2 separate regions of the Ovis aries genome follow, and region 2 is linked to region 1. The links are chromatin contacts, called in public Hi-C maps. All regions are on one chromosome and are shown on one strand. Each heading gives the region's core, a stretch centred on a gene start, on an enhancer-like site or on the middle of the called end of the contact. The rest is flanking DNA. Distances are from core to core; before and after follow the strand shown. Region 1 overlaps ETS1 (ETS proto-oncogene 1, transcription factor). Region 2 has its middle 37 kb from the start of FLI1.

Region 1 (4,827 bases), core at 878-3,377:
CTATTCCTATTGATCCAGAAAGAGTGAAGGTGGCAGTTAACTTCAGTGATCCAGAGACCTCCTTCTAAAAAGCACTGAATAAAGAGATCACCACTTGGTCCATTCCAGTCCCGATGGTACAGGAAGGAAGGCATGGTGACAGCGTTGAGACGCTACAACCAATCTCCACTGAAAAGGCAAAGCATAAAATCAGGGGCGTTAAGCCTGAACGTTGAACCTGATGCTTCTATTTAATGAGGCCATAGGTCTAACTCAAAAAGGCCAGGACCCGGAGCGATACAAGCAGGTCGCTTTCTAACGGAAAATGCACTCAGTGCAGAGAGCTAAGGGTTGTGCTGTGGTCTCTTGTAATCTCTACTTTTTTTTTTTTTCTCTCCTTTGAGAATGAGGCCCCAAACACCCAGCCCTGGGCGTTCTGACAGCCCCTCGGTGGCCCTGGAGGCCCATGTCGGCCCAGAGCAGAAAACCTCTGAGGCCTCTCGCAGGGGTAAACCCAAGAGGTTGAAAAGTCACCAGGCAGACCTCCATCTCCAGATCAATGGGCCCAACAGGCCAATGGATGGAGAGCAGAGGAGCTGGGATCAATGCGAAGGGGAGGGAGCAGAAGCTGCTCTCCATCCGAGGCCTCAGGTGGGACAGAGAGATTGGAAGTGGGACGAGGGATGCGCAGCCTTCTTCCGCTCCTGGTAAGTGGCTCGGCCGCATCAGGAAGCCATTAGGAAACTGCAGCCACCACAGCCCCGAGTTGGACAATGGAAGCAGCCCTGCTGCCAGTGAAAGGGCTCACTATCTGCCCAGACACCAGCTCTCTGCCTGGAGGAGCCACAGCCGGCAAGCTCCTAGCTCTCCGGCAAGCTCCTGGCTCTCCCGGGCATGTGGCTATGTGCTCACTCGCAGGATCAGGGAAAAACAGCAAGGGCTCTCAACAGGAGATGCGGGGCCACGTCCCCCTGGGCCCTGCTGGCCAGCATGGCCAGCACACCTTTATTCCAAGAGTCACTGACAGTTGATGGGCATGGGGCTTCTATCAGGGTGATGATCGGCGATAGCTGCCCAACTCTGTGAATGGAATAAAACCCCCTGAACTGTACACTTGCACATGGAGAATCTCATATTATGCAAATTATTAAAAAACAGTATTTCTCAATTTTAAAAAAAAGTACTTTTTTTTCAAAGAGCTAACAATCGGCCTGCTATGAGCCAACCACTGGGAATAACTTGATGATGGGGAGACAGGGACGCTGCCCTGGGAGCTTCCCTGCAGTGGGAATACCTCGATAATGGGGAGACAGGGACCCTCCCCCAGGAGCTTCCCTGCAGTGGGAATACCTTGATGATGGGGAGACGGGGACCCTCCCCCAGGAGTTTCCCTCTAGTGGGATAAACAAACCCCACAGAAGCACACAGACAGCAACTCCACACTTACTGCTCAGGACGAGCTGTGGGGATGACAGAGGGCGTGTAGGGGGCGACGAAGGAGAGGGGGCCAACGTGTCAAGGGAAACTCCAAGGCCAGGTGGGCGGCATCCATGAGAGCGACGAGACATGGAGGTGACCTCAGCCCCAGGAAAGCCTCAGGAGATGGCAGACGGGCCCACTCACGGGAGACGGGAGACACTCAGGAGGCGGATGCCTGGGGTCTACAACTCCTGGGAGCATTTACACGAGGACCAAGAGAGAGGCCACAGCCTCCAGGAGACAAGCAGTTCTCCTCACCCCAAGCTATCTCCAGAAGAGGCTGCCTGAGTGCTCACTGAAGGTGACAGGAGCATTTGTACATTTAAGGCTTTCAGGAGAAGTCTCCATCAGACTGGCTCTTTCTGGAGGTTTCTCTCCCAATCCCAAGAAGGGTAGGGGGGTGAGAAAAGGAAGGGCAGATAGAAAAGGCTTCAGGCAAACAAACACGGGACCAGGCTCCCAAACCAAGAGAGATGCAGTCACAACACTTGTGACCAAAAGGGACCTTTTGGAAAATTCTTTTCCAGGAGGGATCTTGAGTTTGGGCCCCTGGAATGCCCCAGAGCAATTCTGATTGGTTCCCTGGACCCTGACTCAGACTGCGCACCGGCTCCGCTCCACCCTCGGCTCCACCCTCGGATGAGTAAATAAACTGACCCAGGGACTGACTGGAGGGAGGGAGCCAGGAGTGGAGGGAGGGGGCAGGAGCAGCATGGGAACCGGGAGAACGCAAGAGCTGACTCTGGTGCAGGGGACAGACGGATGAGAAGTCCAGTCTGCTCCAGAGACTGGTGGGGTGGCGGAATTCAAGAAATAATGCTCTGAGCCTTACACACCACTCCAGTTGGATCCAGCCCTGCCCTGGCAGCCTGCTCTTTGCTGCTTTATAATATACTGAATTAGTCACTGGCTTAGCAAGCACATTTAAACACACTGCAGCCCAGCTGTTTAAAGACACAGGATTCCTCTTCCAGCTGCCAGATTCTGCCTGTAAATCAACCATGACAATTGGCAACGGGCAGACTCCAGAGATGCAGGGTACTGAAGGCATCTTCAAGGGCAAAGCGCTTTAGTGGAAAAGACTCCTAGTGCTGGCGGAGGGGTGAGGTCTGCCGGGCATTTGCTGGGGGACAGTGGGGACATGGGTATGGAGAAGAAAGCACAGCCAGTGGGGCTTTTTCTGATCTGATATTTATTAGCTTTAGGAGGCTGCCAAGTGGATTCACTGACCTGGCCCTTCCCAGCAGCAGGCTCACCCCTGGAGGGCAGCCTGGAGGAGGCAGTTCTACTCTGGGCCGCCTACACTGACAGGTTTGTAGAGGTTTCCTCCTAAACCTCACATACTTACTCACTCCCAGGAAAGAGGAGGAGGACAATTAAAATAATTCAATATCCCGATAACGACAATTCTAAGAACCGGCCCTGCGGACCTGGCCAGGGCCTGAACATGCTGCTTTAGAGCTGGACCCGTGGGACCTGAGACCTGGCTCGAGTTTGGTTGGTTAAGTGTGCGTGAGAGAAAGAAAACACTACCAGCAGCCACAGGGACTGCTCTGGCCCCCCTCGGTTATGGGGGTGTCGAGTGGAAAATTTTCTGTAACCAGGTTCACAGTAACCACAGTCCTAACAACCACCAAAGTAGCAACAGCACTGTCAGCAAAGAACATCTGAACGGACAGGGCAGCCTGAGAGACAGAGGATAACAACACCGTTCACGAGACCCTCTGTCAGCAGACAGGCGTCCTACAGCAATTCTCTCAAACCCTTACAAGAGCCCTGAAAGCTCCTTAGGATGGCCTCCTTTGTAAGGTTTATAAAAGGAAGGCTCCGGGAAGTTAAACACTTTCCCTAAGGGCACATTAGCAAGCAGAAAATTCAAGCACAGGGCTGTCTCACCTCCAAACCCTGCTCTTTCCAGGGCAGGGCAGTGGCTGCAGGGAGAAACCACATCACAACCAACGTCATGTGTGAGAGGCCGTGGGATTCACGGATGTTCAAGAAGACTTTCTGTGGAGCCACCCAACGATAGGTCCCTCCCCTGCAACGATCGGGTCTCCTCTACCAAATGGGAACAGAATGCATCTGTATCTTAAGATGATGCTAAGAAACCTTTGGCCTAAACAGACCATCTGGTGAATATAAGAACCAGACACGTGACTAAAAGGGTGGACTGCATGTAGACTCGGTTACAACAGGAATTTGCAGAAGATTCTCAAATAGAGTCGTGGGGTTGTTTGTTGTGGGAGGGGTCTCCTGTGTATCGTGCACCATCTTTTGGAAATTCAAACACTAATTCCTTAAAACTGATTTGCCCATAAAAACACTGATAGTCTTTTCTTACAAAGCAGGTGGCTGGGGACCCGGGACACTGGACTCACCTGTGGTCTCCCCTTGCTGTCTGCGGTCAATGCCTGTGAGCAACGCAGGCTTGACCCAACCCTGTGAAGCCAGAAACAAGTTGCCAGGACCCCATCTCATCTAAAACATGAAACTGCTGTTTTGTTCATCCAGTGCTGCAAACCCTTTAGAGACACTGCAGCCAGCCCGGACATTTCACATTTCTCCTATCAGTCCATCCATCACAGGTGAGGGCATGGAAAAGCCACAAGGCTTCCTTAAGAGAGGCCTTCAGAAATCCAGAAATAAAGAGATACTTTATTTTTTTAAAAATCTCCAACTGAATCAGAGGTGAATGCTAGGTCCATCATGTAGACACGGATTCATTCCATGCATGTGTTTATTTTTTTACAAACATTCCTGTTGGATCAAGTGCACTCAAGAGTTAGACGTGTGCCTCTGAATATCCGCTGCCTTGAGGATTCTCAAGCACGGTGGGGTGGGGGTGGGGGTGGGGTGGCTATCTTTATTCCTTGGTTTCCCAACCTGGAAAATGGAGGCCGATGGCCCATCTCTCCTTATACAGGTTCAGTAAATTTAGGTACCCACGTTTCATTTGTCCACGTTTGAAAATGCACGTGGAAGTGATGGGCACTTTGTTTTGGCTTCCTCTCTATTTCACAGCCCAGTGGTCTATATTTATAGATAGATTGGATGTTTTCTTCCTTAGCCTGAGCTTAATGAGGAGCCCAAAAGAGCACACGGCTGAGAAGGATGCGTCAAGAATCAAAGCCTCTGATGAGAATGTTAGGAAATTTTCTCTCCAAACAGATTCTAAGTTGGTAGAACTTTGTAATTAGGAAGATCTAAGTTTAAATGTATGACTTGAAAGTTCTATGGGCTTGGGGAAATTATGACAGCCTTTCTGGAGCTCCATTTCTTACCTTCATAAAGGAGGTTAAACCACCAATCTTGGTACAAACTCTTATGTATAAAACAAGGGACGAGGAGATAGTGTACACAGAGCATACA
Region 2 (4,827 bases), core at 822-3,321, 140 kb after region 1:
CACCGAAGCCTGTAAAAGATTAACTGTGTCTCTGATTTCTATTTTTACTCTAAAGTCCTTTCAAAGGAAAGCTTCATTTTTACAACTGACCCTTCCAGGAACAGAATTAAGTGGTTTCTAGAGTTGAATTTGATTTTCTGTGTCCCTGAGGAGTGTTTCACGGTCACCTGCACCGCACGGCGGAAAAGAGAATGTATTGTCAGACCTCACCGATGCCTTCAAAGGGCTTAGGGGGCGCACCACTAATATTCAGGTCTGTCTCCACCTTTCTCTGCTGACTTGGGTGGGTGCGGAGGGCAAGGTTGTTTTGAAATAGTGTAGATGGCCTGGATTGAAGCACAGCTCAAATCACCGAGGTGGACTGGGGACCCATCCTCAAGACCAGGCTCTACTAAAGGCTCTTCAGTGCCTTGGTCCTCGTTCCTCTTCCTTCCACTTCCCACTCCTAATTTTTGTCAGCAAAGGAGCTGTAAGCTAGAATCACACAAAGACGTTAGGGATGAAGTCATTCATCCCTTATGGAAGCATCTGCATTTTACAGAGCGAAAGTCATGCCAGGGCTGCATGAGATGGACATGAACATGAAGCCAGGAAAGCTGAGGCCAGGATCAGGGCCCGGGGGTGACCTGCAGAGGCCTCTGTGTTCACATTAGACTCCACCAGATGGGCCCCAATGGCTCTGCCCAAAGGGAGGACCTTTGGATAAAGGTGAACTTTGGAGGGTGAGAGAAGGCATGAGTTGGGGGATGGGGCAGGGGGAGACAGAGGGAAGAGATCTTAACAGCATGATCCTGGAAAGCCCTGCAAGAAGAGAGGAGAGAGAGCCAGTGAAGCTGAGTGATCCATCTTCAGCTAAGATCTGGCCATTAAAGTCTCCTGGACTTACATCAGAGGACCTAGAACCTCCCCAAACCCTCGTAGCTGAGTGGCATTCTGGCCACCTTATCCCCCTGTACCATTTTACAGGGTATAGAGATTATTTACAGGGTACAGAGATGGTCACAGATTGTTGGCAGAGACAAAACGGCCTAATGTAGAGGTCCCCAACCTTTTTTGCACCAGAGACTGGTTTTGTGGAAAACAGTTTTTCCATGGATGGTGGCTGGAGGAGTGGTGGAGAGAGGTGATGGTTTGGGGATGATTCAAGAGCACCACATTCACTGTGCCCTTTATTTCTAACCTAATGCTGCTGCTGATCTGACAGGAGGTATCCGTCTGGGGCCTGGAGATTGGGGACCCCTGGTCTAATGCATTTGAAGGTGCCTCCATTCAGAGCTGGGCAGAAAATGCTTGTCAATCATGTCCAGGAGCAGTGGGATTGGAACTGTTTTCTCTGGAGCCGGGAGCTCTTCCACACTTAGCCTACGCCTGGGGGGAGAGAGAAATAGTAATCCTATGAACATGCACCATTTATGGGATAAAAGGGTAATTATGGGGACTGTGACAAGTCTCCAGGAGGCTGCTGGCAGGGGCCGGCATCAGGGGTCAGTCCAGGGAGCGGGAGGGTGGGCGTGTTAATGCCCCAGGTGAGCACAGTCGGTTCTTGGAGCATCCGGACACTTGGCCTTTCTTGTTGAAAGCTTCCAGAGAAGCCACTGGGTTCAGCACTTCAGTTTTGGCAAATAAGCAAAGGGTAAATTGCTCTCAATTATTTTGCAGGACTCCCATTCTCTCTGACGGGTTAGATTCCTGTTAGCATTAACCAGAGACAAACATTTGTCTTTTCTCTCGGTGGTCAGCCAGGCTAAGACTCCATCCTTGACAAGGTTAAGGCTGCAGAGTCTGACACTGTTTCCAGAGGGGTGTGTGCTTGTGTGTGTGTGTGTGTGTGTGTGTGTGTGTGTGTGTGTGTGTGTGTGTGTTTTAAGGTATCTTTATCCTTTTTAAAGTACTTGGAGCAAAGAAAACAACACACGTTGTAATAACCTTCACTTCTGAAAAGTCCCCTTCTTCCTGCAAGGGGGCAATTTTGTTTTTGTAAGAGCTGCTTGTCATAAAGACAAAAGTCTTAGCAGTTGGGATTTCAGCCTGAGTTTCCTTCTCCTTTCCTCCTGTGTAATTTCCGAGGTCCCTTGGCCTAAACTGGGTGAATGCAGCTCAATGGTGCCCTCTGAAGGCTAATAAGAAGGAGTGCAGCAAGAGTGAGGAACTTGCAGGAACCATCCTGGAAAGACAGGGTCTCTGCAGGAAGGTAGAATCAGTAAAAAACGCTCCTTTCCAGGTCGCTTCTTTCCTTCTCAGCTCTGTGGTAACCCAGCTGGCTATGCAGGTCAGAAAGAGGCTGGGCTTTGCATAAAGCAGCCTTGGATGAAATTCCAGCAAAATCAGTTGCTTAATCTCTCTGATTCCACTTTCTTTTCTGCATAACATGGATACAAATAACATTTTTGGATGGCTTACTGTGCAGCAGGCTGTAAGTGTTTGGCATGTGTTAACCCATTTCATACTCCCCCAAACCCTATGATTTCTGGGTTATTGTTATCCACTTCACACCAATGAGAAAACTGAGGCCCAGAGTGAGTCAAACCTTCACAGCTGGTAACTGGCAGAACCAGGTTGGAAGCTGGGTGGTGTGGTTGGGAGCCTAGACTCATCCCACCATCCTGCAAACTTCCAGGCAGGACCCCTGGAACACTGGCAAGAGAAATGAGAACTGCTTCACTCTGATCCTGGCACAGGGTAAATGCTCAATAAATACAAGACAGGTTTAATAATTATTAGGTTATATATCAGTTCAGTTCAGTCGCTCAGTCGTGTCCGACTCTTTGTGACCCCATGAATCACAGCACGTTATATATAATAGGGTCCTAATATTAGATTCCCATTTTTAGTCAATTCAATTTCTTCATCTGGAGAATTCTCATAGAATCTACAAGACAAAACTATGTCACCTCTCAGGATATCTCCTGATCAATGAAAAGAAGTGATGAGTGGTCCTTAAGAATACCTCGGGTTCACCCCTAGGTAATTCACGTCGATGTAAGGCAAAAACCACCACAATATTGTAAAGAAATTATCCTCCAATTAAAATAAATAAAATTTTAAAAAAGGTTATATAAAATTTTCCAAATTTCCAAAACAAAGAGATAGATGGCATTAAGGAGATGGTTACTCACCTAGGAGGGTTCATATCTGGGTTCTTACAAGCCAAAGTCTTAGAAGAACAGAGACCAGCAGCATCCTGAAACCCAAATAGGCATATCAGAAGTGACTGTTCTTCCAGATGTATAAAATGACAATTTTCATCTTTCCTATTACAGGTACCACAATATTTCACCTTGTAAACACCTGTCAATATAACTGGCAGAGGTTATTATAAGGTCTCATAGTTTCATTAACCCATTAAGATAGTTTAAAAATCCTGACTTCTTTAAAAAAAAAAAAAAAGAATGCCACAGGTTCAGTGACATCTGAGCCTTCTGTTGACTCTAGAGAGGGACACAATGCATCATGTCTACAGACATGAAAGCCAAGACCCGTGGGTTCTCCCCTCAGCTCTGCCTTTGCTCAGGGTTCTCAGACCCTTTGTAACAGGAAGGCTGGTTAGGAGTCCTCATGACGTGATGAGAACGCAGGCTTAGAGAGAGGGTGGTGCAGGGGCTCACTGGTGTCCTGAGGCCCTGGGCACATGGGTCCACCCTGCAAGACAGAGTCAAGGCTCTCTACCAGTCTCACCTCAACTGGACGTGGCTTCAGGGGAAGAACAGTCTCCTTAGCTGGATCAAGCTCCTCTTCCCACTCTTAAGCGGGAGACAGAACCTAAAACGAGTTAACACTCAGCAATAACAGTTACCAGTCATGCAGGGAACTGGTGAAAAAAAAAGGGTAAATAAGAAGATGCTTGGGCTTCCCTGGGGCCTCTGTGGTAAATAATCCACCTGCCAAAGCAGGAGACACAAGTTCGATCCCTGGGTTGGAAAGACTCCCTGGAGAAGGAAATGGCAACCCACACCAATATTCTTGCCTAGGAAATCCCATGCACAGAAGCACCTGGCAGACTACAGTCCATGGGATCGCAAAGTGTCAGACATGACTAAACAACTATCACTTTTTTTTTTTCCAACTCCTGCATGACTGGCTTATTTTACTTAGCACACTGTCCTCCAGGTTCATCCATGGTGTCAAATGGCATCTTTTTCAGGTTGAATAGTATCCTATTGTATACACAGACGTACTACATTTTCCTTATCCACTTAGCTGTCAAAGGACCTTTAAAGTGAAAGTCAAACCCACTTAGTTGTGTCTGACTCTTTGCAACCCCATCAACCCCTATAAGTCCATGGAATTCTCCAGGCCAGAGTACTGATGTGGGCCAGAATACTAGCCATTCCCTTCTTCAGGGGATCTTCCCAACACAGGGATTGAACCCAGGTCTCCCACACTGCAGGTGAATTCTTTGCCTGCTGAGCCACCGGGGAACCCAATGGACCTTTGGGTTGTTTGCATATCTTGGATACTGTGACAAGTGCTGCAATGAACGTGGGACTGCAGATATTTCTTCAAGATCCTGATTTCAATTCTTTTGCACAAATGCCCAGAAGTAGTAGTATTAGATCACATGTTAGTTCTATTTTTAATTTTTGAGGTACTTCCATACTGTTTTCCATAGCAGCTATACCATTTTGCATTCCCACCAACAGTACACAAGGCTGCCAATTTCTCCACATCCTCACCAGCACTTTTTGTCTTTTTGATAACCGCCATCCTGACAAATATGAGATGCTATCTTACTGTGGGAAAATAGAATATGAGAATGATGTGTCAGATTAACTGGAAAATGAACAGGTAAACGGTGTTTGGTCAATTGGCATACCACATCCAGATAAA

The links. Hi-C and Micro-C count contacts between places; a contact is called where the count stands out from the background.
Region 2: a Hi-C map of blood shows a contact between it and region 1, with 3 times the contacts expected there. The contact joins two enhancer-like sites. A contact is called at or near these places in 5 of 16 Hi-C or Micro-C datasets (blood, skin fibroblasts and tail adipose tissue).

The regions. Positions count from the first base shown.
Region 1 is chr21:29,309,229-29,314,055 of ARS-UI_Ramb_v3.0, forward strand. All of the region lies in intron 2 of ETS1 (ETS proto-oncogene 1, transcription factor), which reads right to left. Among named protein-coding and RNA genes, the nearest start is that of TRNAR-CCU, 78 kb to the left of the region's middle. Within about 2 kb of position 2,128, at least 34 of the 54 cell types and tissues checked have an H3K27ac peak or open chromatin away from gene starts, as enhancers often do.
Region 2 is chr21:29,446,925-29,451,751 of ARS-UI_Ramb_v3.0, forward strand. No RefSeq gene overlaps it. Among named protein-coding and RNA genes, the nearest start is that of FLI1, 37 kb to the right of the region's middle. Within about 2 kb of position 2,072, at least 5 of the 54 cell types and tissues checked have an H3K27ac peak or open chromatin away from gene starts, as enhancers often do.